Linked DNA regions of Nothobranchius furzeri: region 1 is linked to region 2. The links are chromatin contacts, called in public Hi-C maps. All regions are on one chromosome and are shown on one strand. The core of a region is the stretch at or near the end of the contact, and the rest is flanking DNA. Distances in the headings are between cores, read along the strand shown. Region 1 overlaps septin7b (septin 7b). Region 2 holds the start of nr1d2a (nuclear receptor subfamily 1, group D, member 2a).

Region 1 (5,400 bases), core at 1,986-4,485, 45 kb before region 2:
CGCTCTATAAAGAATCATGAGTAGGACACCAAATCTCAGCAGAGTTACAGCAATGTTTGCGTTTTCTAAGGTCAGATGGAGGGGCTGCCATCTTGAATTGGCGCCAAAACTAAATCAGTAGTTGATGTAAACTAAAGGAGAGGTTTCCGAGAGTTTCATTAAGATCCTTCAAGTGTTTCATGACAAACAGGAAAAGTTTAGGGCAAAGTACAAAACAAAGTTCTTGATCCATTAGCTAGTTTTCAGAGTCTGGGGTGTGCACCACTCTCCGCTATTGTGACACTAAGGCTGTGTCTCAATTCAGGGTCTGCATCCTTCGTCGGCCGGATTCGTCGGCCGGTTACGTCACAGCGCCGCAACTAGGCCTGTCCTGATTCGAAGACTCCTTCAAATGCGGTCGACGAATCCGGCCTTCTTTTCGCCTGTATGAAGGATGGGTCCGGTGTATCCTTCAATAGTTTACCTTTCCCAAGATGCCTTGCAGGTCGGATGGCAGAACTTTTAAAAACAATGGCGGACAGTGACGCGAGAGCTGTCAGAGAGGATTGCGCATATAAATATCTGTATAAACTTGAAAACTGTTAGGTTAAGGGCTTTTTATGATACATGAACATTATTTTAGTTTGAAATGTTACAGTAAAAGTGCTTGTATTGCGGTCTCGGCTCGTATGTTCGGCCGCTCGGTGTCGTACTTCTCCCGCTAAGTTTTCCCTGTGATTTTAATAGATGTTTGTATTATAGGGACAAAAGAGAAAACCACGAACTTTATTAAGCTTAGGGCGGAGATGGACCACATGATCACTGGAGCAAAGTATTCGGCCGCTATGGCATGGAGGTACAATAACTTCTCATATTTTAAGTTTATTTTTTTCTGCAAAAACACGAAAGGAATAACCCGTTGTCCTTTTTTTCTCTATCATTTCTCTTCCTGTTATTTTTTCTTACATATTTGTTAAGACTATTCTGGAGAAAATGGGCATCCAGGAGAAGGTGACAGCGATGACCAGCTTCTGGAGCTGATCAGGGAGGACATGAGGCTGCAGAGGGAGGCAGAGCAGCAGAGGGCACAGGAGAGAAGGGAGAATTTTGACAGGCTTGCTAGAAAAAATGGTTAAGAACGATTAAACATGTACATATAAAAGAAATACCTAAATAAAATCAGTTCTGTATTAAACTCTTGAATTTAATTTTTGTTTACAAATGTGAATTGTTTAATATTACAGGGTATCCGCTGGGTCTTGAAAAGTCTTAAAAGGTGAAACATCGGTTTTGGTCAAATTAAGACCCTTAGAAAGTATTAAAAACTATTATCACATCTTTGCTCAGGCTCAGCTTGTCTAAAGTATTTTGTCTGAATTAGCTCTCCAACAGTCAAGGAAATTATTAAAAAGCTAAATAAAACTTCGAGCTCCATCGTTTAAAGTTCCTTCTCCCTTCTGCTCAGTGGTTCCACGGTTGCTAGGTGACGGAACGTTCGCCGAGGGAGTGGCATGAATTCATGAAGGCTAGGCCTGTCCAAATTCACAGCGGTTAACATCCGGTCAACTCGGCCAACGGAGGACCCAGCCCATGTCGGCAGAGTAGGCTGGGTCCTTCGAAGGATGCAGACCCTGAATTTAGACACCGCGTAAATCTCATCTCAGTAGCTGCAAAAGCAAAATTGATCAAATTGTAGCCATTTGAGTACTTGCTAAGGTCAGTTGATGTAAAAATGAAGTAAAAATGACACCATGTGGTCAAATTTGGGTACTACAGCCTATTAAAAACACTGTTGCCAGCTGTGGCTCAGCGCCAGAAAACTCTAGATGACAAGCAAACTTATACACAGTAAATTGATGAGTAGATAAATACAGATCGTAAACAATATTTTTGTCCCTTTTTGGCTTCCTTCCAACATGAATGAGACATTAGATTGTGATTTTTTTCACTGTACAATTCGTACATATTGTACCTTGAAATCAGGATCATTTGAATAATTTATTAAAACTTTATTGAAATCCATCAGGTGGTTCTTGAGTTGATTTAAAGCAGATATGCCGTTTATTTCCTCAGAGAGTACCATCTAGAGGTGGAAAAATGAACTGCAGCTTGAGCCTCGCTTCTAACGTCCGTGATTACGGGTGTAAGCAACGCCCCTTGTTTGTGAATGTGTACCTCTAGGCAGGCAACTGTTGACTCACGTAAGTGAATGTCCACAGCCTGAGGCACACCGGAGGCTCTAATTCATTAAAAATGGGTAAGTATGCTATTTATTTGAATATTTTATGATCAATAGTACTTTAAAGTTATCAAAAGTGAGGCTGGGTTTGTGCCGTAATCTTCAGGGCCTAGACTTGGTGCATCTGGGACTATAATGGCTTCTATTTAAAATGACGGTGCGGCGCAACACGGAGCATCCGGCTCTGATGTGGCCCAGACTTAACACTTTTGGCTAATGCTAAGTTGCACGGGCCTCTACGACAAAGTGGATGGGCAAGAAAAAAGACATATTGCCTACATTTTATCACAGTACAGGGTGAGACTATCACTTTTACAGATTTCTAAAAACCCATACCAAATTCTTGAAAGGTGGAAAACTCCGGATTGCTGCTTTAAAAATAAACATAGACACAGGCAAAAACATTATTACCCACCCTTTGCCTGCGTGTTTACAGGCAAGTATGCCAGCAAACTGCCTCCGGCAGCAAGAATCCATTATAACAGAGTAAATAGTTTCAGCTGAGCTGCTGACAGTAAATTATGTCTTAAAGAGGCCAGTCAGTCACTAGAACGCCTCCAGCCCACTAAACTATTTTCTGTTGGGACATAGTTCAGATGAAATCAGCTTCAGCGATCTGTGCAGGTCATCTGCTGGACCAGGGAGCATGTGAAGCAGGTAAATATTCAGGTTAGCCTTTCAAAGTCACGTTGTGATGGTGTCAACACATTTTGGTGCGTCCCACTAGCTTGGCTCAGGCACCTACACACATGTCAGGAGAGCTCGGGATTACGCAACAACCCGGTCTCAGCCTTCCTCCTCCTCCTCCTCCTCCTGGATGGCCTACATCCAGTCGTCATTGTGAAAACACTCCAAGAGCGATCGTATTACACACTTACCAAAGTGGCCAGGGGGGCAGTTACATAGCATGCATCTGTCTGATACATGTGATGTATTTATGTAATGTGTTTGTAGCCGAATGTGGGTGAGCAACAATGAGAAAATGTGTCTGGGTGGATCCTCCAGCACCGCCCCTCCTCCTGCTCATACCATGTAACACATTCTCACTTATCCAGGTCACTGCATAGCACAGAAACACACACACACACACACACACACACACACACACACACACACACACACACACACACACACACACACACACACACACACACACACACACACACACACACACTTTATTTTCTTTGTTCGGCGTGGCGCTAGAGCACTGCTGGGCTTCACAGCAAAGTCCTCTTTAAGTTTTAAAAATCTAGATTTGAAAGTTTTTTTTTTAGAAGAACAAAGTTTCCCAACTGGCATTTAAAGTTTTTCTTTCTCATAAAGTTATAAGGAACCATATTCATAGAGAAAATGTGAGAAATGGCTGTACGTTTGTGTCACGTAGCATTTTTTTACACACACACACACACACACACACGCACGCACGCACGCACGCACGCACGCACGCACACACACACACACACACACACACACACACACACACACACACACAATTTTTTTCCTGTTTTGAATTGAAATACAATTTAAAAGCATTTTTCCTTATTAAAAAAGCTTGACTTTACAACAGTAATGTCCATGTCCATTGTTTGACTCTGCCTCATTATTTTTCATTAATTAAAAAAATGTGCTTTGGGGCAAATTTTCTTGAATAAATAAAATGCGATTAATCAAGATTAATTAACTACAAATTAATTAGTTACACTTAATTAGATTCACGTTAATTATATATATATATATAAATGAATAAAAGATATAAAAAGGAGTCTGAAAGACGGACCCGAGGGCAAACTGTACAGACATGCTTTGTAATATTCAGGCCACATGGATGAATGTTTCAACGTTTTTTTTACTAAGTGTCTTGGTCGGAGGAGGCAGTTCAGCTCTTTGCTCAGTGGACTGTTCAGATTACATAAAACTGAGAGTGACTGGGGGGGGGGGTCGGGGGATTAAATCCTCTGGATGGATGAAGTGAAAAAGATGAGAAATGTTAACAAAAGAAGGAACATCCTTTCAAAGTACAGGTGCTGGCCAGTAAATTAGAATATCATCAAAAGGTTGAAAATATTTCAGTAATTCCATTCAAAACGTGAAACTTGTACATTATATTCATGCAATGCACACAGACCAATGTATTTCCAATGTTCATTACATTTAAATTTGATATTCATAAGTGACAACTAATGAAAACTCCAAATTTGGTATCTCAAAAAATTAGAATATTCTGAAAAGGCTGAATATAGAAGACACCTGCTGCCACTCTAATCAGCTGATTTACTCAAAACACCTGCAAAGGCCTTTAAAAGGTCCCTCAGTCTTGTTTTGAAGGCACCACAATCATGGGGAAGACTTCTGACTTAACAGCTGTCCAAAAGACAATCATTGACACCTTGCACAAGGAGGGCAAGACACAAAAGGTGATTGCTAAAGAAGCTGGCTGTTCGCAGAGCTCTGTGTCCAAGCACATTAACAGACAGGCGAAGGGACGGAAAAAATGTGGTAGAAAAAAGTGTACAAGCTCTAGGGATAACCGCACCCTGCAGAGAATTGTGACGACAAACCCATTCAAAAATGTGGGGGAGATCCACAAAGAGTGGACTGCAGCTGGAGTCAGCGCTTCAAGAACCACCACGAGGAGACTCATGAAAGACATGGGATTCAGGTGTCGCATTCCGTGTGTCAAGCCACTCTTGAACAAGAAACAGCGCAAGAAGCGTCTCGCCTGGGCCAAGGACAAAAAGGACTGGACTGATGCTGAGTGGTCCAAAGTTATGTTTTCTGATGAAAGCAAGTTCTGCATTTCCTTTGGAAATCAAGGACCCAGAGTCTGGAGGAAGAGCGGAGAAGCACAGAATCCACGTTGCATGAGGTCCAGTGTAAAGTTTCCACCGTCAGTGATGGTGTGGGGTGCCATGTCATCTGCCGGTGTTGGCCCACTCTGTTTCCTGAGGTCCAGGTCAATGCAGCCGTCTACCAGGAAGTTTTAGAGCACTTCATGCTTCCTGCTGCTGACCAACTTTATGGGGATGCAGACTTCACCTTTCAACAGGACTTGGCACCTGCACACAGTGCCAAAACCACCAGCACCTGGTTCAAGGACCATGGTATCCCTGTCCTTGATTGGCCAGCAAACTCGCCTGACCTTAACCCCATAGAAAATCTATGGGGTATTGTGAAGCGGAGGA
Region 2 (6,053 bases), core at 1,047-3,546:
CCTTTAAAAGCATCTCTTGAGAATTTTTCAGATGCCATTTGGACCCAGACACATACCGTCTCTAGACATGCCGACAGCCAGACACTTCTTGAAGCGACACTGCTGACAACGGTTCCTGTTGATCCTCATGATGGTGCAGTTCTCCATCTTCAGACACTTCTTATACTGGATGTTCTGCTGGATGCTTCTCCTGAAGAAGCCCTAAAATACCACAGGGAGCATTCGCCAAGTGAGTGTGTGCAGAAGCATAAAGAAGACAAATTCATGCTAAAGAGTTCAAGCTTCAGCTAACCTTGCATCCCTCACAGGCGTGGACGCCGTAGTGGAAACCTGAGGCCACGTCGCCGCACACCTTGCACAGCAGCACCATACCGTTAATTTCTGCAAAGACGAATAAAGATTGAGTGAAACGTTCAAGACAAACGTTCAAGACAATGCCATCTGCGTGTCTGCAGGAAGGTAGAAAATCTTACTGGTGATGCTGCACTTCGTGGAAGTGGTGGAGCGACCGGTCTTCTCGGAGCCCGGGCCGCGCTTTGCGGGTGGAGCAATATCCACTACCATGCCCACGGCCCTACTGGGCAGCGAGGATCGAGGCACAGCCGGTGATGCTGACGCGTAGCTGCTGTTCACACAGGACTCCGAGGTGGAGGCAGAGCTGGATGAAATGTAGGCAATGACTCCTCCTGTTGAGAGGAAGGAACGTCCATTAAAGATAAATAAACAGCAGCAGCTTACTCCAGTTGCTCCAAGTTAAAGTGTAACTCTGGCGATAATGACTCATGTATAAACTATTCATAGAAAGCGGGGGTGGCTGTGACACACCCAGCGTGTTTGTACATGTGTGTTGCTGTTTGCTGGTTGGTTAGTTCCCTGCTGCTTTTGACCTGCTTTATCACCTCCAGTGCTGGTTGGATAACAGGGTTACATAACATGTCCAGGTCTCTGCTGTCCACCAGACAGGGTCACTGAAGCACCAGGGCAAGTCTCACACACCTAACACGAAATACACGTGTGTGTGTGTGTGTGTGTGTGTGTGTGTGTGTGTGTGTGTGTGTGTGTGTGTGTGTGTGTGTGTGTGTGTGTGTGTGTGTGTGTGTGTGTGTGTGTGTGTGTGTTCACAAAGTAGCTTCAGTTATTAGTCAAAAACTTTTTTTAATAATTTACTTTTTTTCATTCTGAGTCATGAATGTTTTGGGTTAAAATCTTTAAATGTGGTGAATTTCCACTAATAGAAACATCTGTGTGTTTCTTGTAAAGACAGAAGGTTGTTTTTCTTGTTTCTGTTCTTTTTAAACCTCAGACTGATTACCTAACCTCAACCATGACTGTTCTCTCTCACGGCCCACCCACACGTGGATCTGTCATGAATTTCTGCAGAATCTGGGTCAGCCGCCACGGTCTCTCCCCGGTCTCACGTGGACAGCGCAGAAACGCTCACTCCTGGATTATGCAATGCTCTACGTCACGGACTCCTCTCTGGCCAATCGGAGGAGAATTCCGCTGACGCGTGCGCGCAGAGAGGACCGCCCCTAGACCAATCAGCGCGCAGCAGCTGGGACAGTGTACACAGAGGCACATGGTTTGGCTACAGCGTCCATGTGAGCCGGATCGGGAAGTGGAACACTGTTGTTGTGTCAAATGTAAATGTAGCAGCGCCACTGGTGCTCCTAACCCCGATCTATGTTCCTAACCCCGATCTATAAAACACACACCCAGAAGAAGCGTCTCACCGCAGTCTGAACACGCAACACCACCTTTACATGTGCCATACATGTTATTAGCATGTTTGTAATTAAAACAGCAGTTTGCACTGGCGTCTACACGTAATTTGTAACAGTTAAATGAGACAAATGATTATTTTAAAATCATGAATCAACTAATGAAGGCATGGCTGATTATGTGTTATTTCCCACTGATGAGCTCTAACATCAATGCAGCAAGTCCGCACCGTGCACAAAAATCCAGGTTTTAACATTTTACTGGGACACTGGGTTCTTACCGGGTTTGGCGGTTCCGACGTCCTCCGGCATCGCTGGATGTGGAAGAAAAACTGTCCCAGAAGATATTTGAAACTAAATCCAACACTGTCAGAGGCAAACTGCGCCGATCAGCCCGGATCAGAGCCGAAACTGGAGCTTCTTCTTCGGTAGATGATGTGCAGCCTTGAGCCAATGATTCATGGAAGAGAGCGAGGTTCTTCCAGAGTTCTGTTTTCTGACGGAGAGCGGTTCTGGATCAGAGGAGCTCCCCCTCTTGTTGTGTGTGACTGACTGCGGGTTAGTCAAGAGAACTAAATGTTCTCAATAGTGGACCATGTGACCCATTCGTCGGCCACGCCCCTCCACCCGGCAGCTCGGCTCACTTTAACCCAGTGACACACTTTCAGGACGCCGGAGGGGGCGGAGCCAGGCGTCGTAGCGGCGTAACGCAGCAGTCACGTTGCAGAGCACAACGTGAAGTCAGCCGGGTGCGTGCTGCTGCTGGATGAGCTCGGTTCTGTTGAGCTGAGCCTTCATAGTTGAAGTAGATTTATTTACGTTCCCTAGAAAACATGGTGTTACATGGTGATTTGACTCGTTTTTATTAGAAATGTTAGTCATTTATGACTGTTTTTAGTCTAAATCTGTTTGTTTACTATTGAATTGTCACACGTGACGATCTTATCAGCCGCACAAAACCCTGCTGCACGTGTTTTTGCGCACTAGCCGCAAATACTTTCGAAATACTTTTTAACTCTGAGACAGTGAGCTTGCTGTGTTTTTCCTTGTCAGTAGGAAAATGTTAGCATCACAAATAGAACAAAGGCTACAAAAATAGACCAGATAAAAAAAATAATAAAAAAATAAACCACAATAAAAAGCTGGAAGAGAAGTGTGTGATGATTCAAGTCTAAATTATCTAGAAACGTTGGAGAATAATTTTAGAAGATGACAATTTTCTCAAATACCTAGTGTGTGTTCCGGCTGTGTTCCCGGAACACATCTGAAAAAGTAGCAGACTTGTCTTGTAGGGGCGTATCCACTAGTTTGATCACGATGCATCGATTCAGCGGACTGTATTTTGATGTTTGCAGTTAAATCAACCTCAGTCTCAACCATTTCCAACCATTTGGGATCCACCTGGTAAGCCATCATGTATATGTGTTAATACCTAGCCTGGCCATGACCCATAGACAGCTCAGTCAGGGATAGTATCGACGGTTGTCTTTCAAACCGTCTCCATACGCAATTGGACAGTGCTAGGACCAGTCAGAGCAACAATGTGAAATCATATCAACGGAAATCAATGGTGCAGTCTGCCATACATCATCCTTTTTTCAAGGTAAATGACTTAAGTACCTCTGCTCATGTCTCAAAGAAAAGCTCACGTCTAAAATGTCCAAAGTTGATGCCAAATATATTTCAAACAAGCACCTTTCCTGAGTTTCCATGGTTGTTTTGCTGTCACAGCTCTGCTATCATCATTTAAAACAAAAGCTTAGCTGTAATGTTGCTGAGCCCGCTTCACGTCTCTACAAGCCGAGCCAGTGGTAGACCTGCTGAAGCTACAGTGTTTGTCTAGGTGTCTAGGCCGTCAGTCGATATGAAACAATATTACAAGTGGACACGGTCATTTCTGACTGCTCGCCATGATGCTGGAACAGGTGGAAAACAGCATGTCAGCAAAACTTCACAATGAAACATTTCAAAGTGTTTGCTACATAGCCATTCTATCGATTTTTGCATTTAGGATCGATGAGCATATAATAGTTCTATTGTTACCCTGTCTTATTTCAGATATTTGAGTGTTTCAGGTTCGTTTGTGTGAGACTGAAGCCCTGAGATCATCCAGCCGTCGGCTCCAGAGAAGAAACAGTTTGTTCTGATGCTTCTGGACCTTTGCCCCATGAGTAGTTCTGGCACTGGTGGGTGAGGGTGTTCCTCCATCAAGTCACAAATGGTAAAAATTAACTGTGCTTTAGGAAAGTACTTTGTCATGTTCATAGATGAGTCTAAATGCATTTTTATGTAGGAAAGCTTTTCAAAATGAACATTTCAATTCAATTGGCTTGAAAATGAATAGAAATAGATGTGAACTTATTTTACTTTCTGTATTGTGACTTGAGCAAAACTGAATTCATGTTTTTAGTAAAAGTACAACTCTGCTGCTTGATTTGGAAACCGTAAAATCTCTCCAGTTTGTGAGTTTGGTTTTTTTAAACCGATTAATCGTATGCAAGCTCTCCTGGAACAGGTTAAAAACAGGGTATTATTATAAAATAAACACAAGAATGGTTAAACATCAGACTCCAAAACAAAAGCTCCGGGCTTTCTTCATCTGATTCAGAACAAAAAGCAGAACTTAGTGTTTTATCACGTTTTATTTCACTTTACAACTCAAACCACAGGTGGTGCAAAAGCAAGTCCTTGACATTTATCAGTTAAAATCAGCAGTCGTTACAGCCTGTTATCCTCGTTGTTTTACAAATCAGCTGCTTTGGCTATTTTTAATCTCCAAGCCAAGCTGCCACCCCAAAAAAATAAAATAATGTAAATTATTAACATTTATGCCTGTGGAAACTGGAGTTTGGTGTTTGTACAGCATTAGCAGAGGTTTTAAAATGAGTTGCTTATTGTTAGCTCAAGTCTCCTTTTGTTTTTCCTCGGAAAAGGATCCAAGATGGTTTAAAACCATTTGCACATGAGCAAGGCGGTCACCAGGGAGAGTATTTGTTCACCAGATCGGCCTCAGTGGAACAATCGGCACCATTTCTGAGTTGAGACATGAATGACTAATAAAAGTGTCTTAATGAATAGCGGTCTACTGTCATCCAGAATGTTTACTTTGGTCTTAAACTGCATCCAGCTGTAAAAATCATTGTCTTATTGAGCTTCTTCTGCAGCGTGAACGTTTCCTGCTGAACTCTGGTGTTGACCTGAAACCTGAAGATGGATGACCCTTCTGACCCCCCGACTCATCACGGGCTATGTTGGGTAACCGCTTTCTTCAGCACTCACTATTATTAACTAGTCACTTCGCCACCAGGTCAGCATTTAAAAACTTTGACCCCAAAGATGTTTATCTACATACAAACAATAAACAGCGTCAAGCCGCAGCTCCAAATCAAACATCAGAGTAACGAGTTTTATCTGAAACAGGAAAGTTTAATCAGCGGGTTGAAATAAAAGCTGCAGCAGGTCTCAGCGTGATGCCCTTGAGTTTCTAACTCCTCACACTTTAACAAAATACACAGTAACAATGCAAAAACAGCTTGGGGAGGGGTGGGGGGTGGGGGTAGTAAATAAAATCCAAAACAGGATGTTCGTTTAGTTCCTTTATTACCATATTTGTGGAGATAACTTAATCAGGGAGCAAAACATAGACCAGACAATAAAGTACTAAAAATCTGAGATAGAAATAACCCACAACCACCCCACCCCTCCTCCTCCTCTACCCAGCGGGTCTATGTGGCGTATCTCTTTGTCCACTGTTTGGCTGTTCGGTCATGTTCGGCTCTGTTAGTCGTGTACTGGGTGGCGATGCTTCCTACCAGCGGATCGGCTGCATGGGGAAGAAAATAAATGTTTATTTTAAACAAATTTGTAAATCTGAAAAAGGTTTTAATGAAAAGGAATCTCACAAGACTAGAGATTTATTCTGTGGGAATGAGTGACATCTCCATCTCTGAAGCTATAATCTGTATATTTATACCAAAACTGGATTGTTTTTGATTCAAACACAGAAAGAGCTGAACCCACAGAAATCAGATGTAATGAAAACCATCCCTGATGCAGACGTAAACCAAAACACAACGAAAGGACAGGGCATCCAGCATTTTTGATGAACTATAGCTGGAAGCTTGAGATCCAGCCACCCAGCCTGTGGTCTCACCTGGGTTACAGTCTGTGAGCAAGGAGCAGATGGACAGCAGCACCTTGGAGATGGTGAGGGCGGGGCTCCAGTTGTCCTTCAGGATGTCCAGACAGATCACCCCCTGACTGTTGATGTTGCAGTGATAGATCCTCGTACGGAACGTCACCTGCAGACACAAGCAGGTTGGAAAATTATTT

What was found. Hi-C and Micro-C count contacts between places; a contact is called where the count stands out from the background.
Region 1: a Hi-C map of skeletal muscle shows a contact between it and region 2, with 2.5 times the contacts expected there. The contact joins the enhancer-like site here to the promoter of nr1d2a in region 2. A contact is called at or near these places in 2 of 2 Hi-C or Micro-C datasets (skeletal muscle and tail fin).

The regions. Positions count from the first base shown.
Region 1 is chr5:63,736,481-63,741,880 of NfurGRZ-RIMD1, reverse strand. All of the region lies in intron 1 of septin7b (septin 7b), which reads right to left. All of the region lies in intron 3 of LOC107379177 (retinoic acid receptor beta), which reads right to left. LOC129163421 (a long non-coding RNA gene) reads left to right here. Exons shown (of 3, transcript XR_008563304.2): 2 at 742-835; 3 at 958-2,139. Among protein-coding and RNA genes, the nearest start is that of LOC129163421, 3.0 kb to the left of the region's middle. Within about 2 kb of position 3,235, at least 1 of the 3 cell types and tissues checked has an H3K27ac peak or open chromatin away from gene starts, as enhancers often do. A contact at or near this core is called in tail fin, where this site is marked.
Region 2 is chr5:63,689,593-63,695,645 of NfurGRZ-RIMD1, reverse strand. It overlaps nr1d2a (nuclear receptor subfamily 1, group D, member 2a), which reads right to left and starts at 2,296. Exons shown (of 8, transcript XM_015949795.3): 1 at 2,003-2,296; 2 at 474-686; 3 at 293-381; 4 at 57-201. The coding sequence starts at 2,033. All of the region lies in intron 1 of septin7b (septin 7b), which reads right to left. LOC107379174 (ubiquitin-conjugating enzyme E2 E1) reads right to left here. Exons shown (of 5, transcript XM_054740866.2): 4 at 5,875-6,022; 5 at 5,305-5,544. The coding sequence ends at 5,447.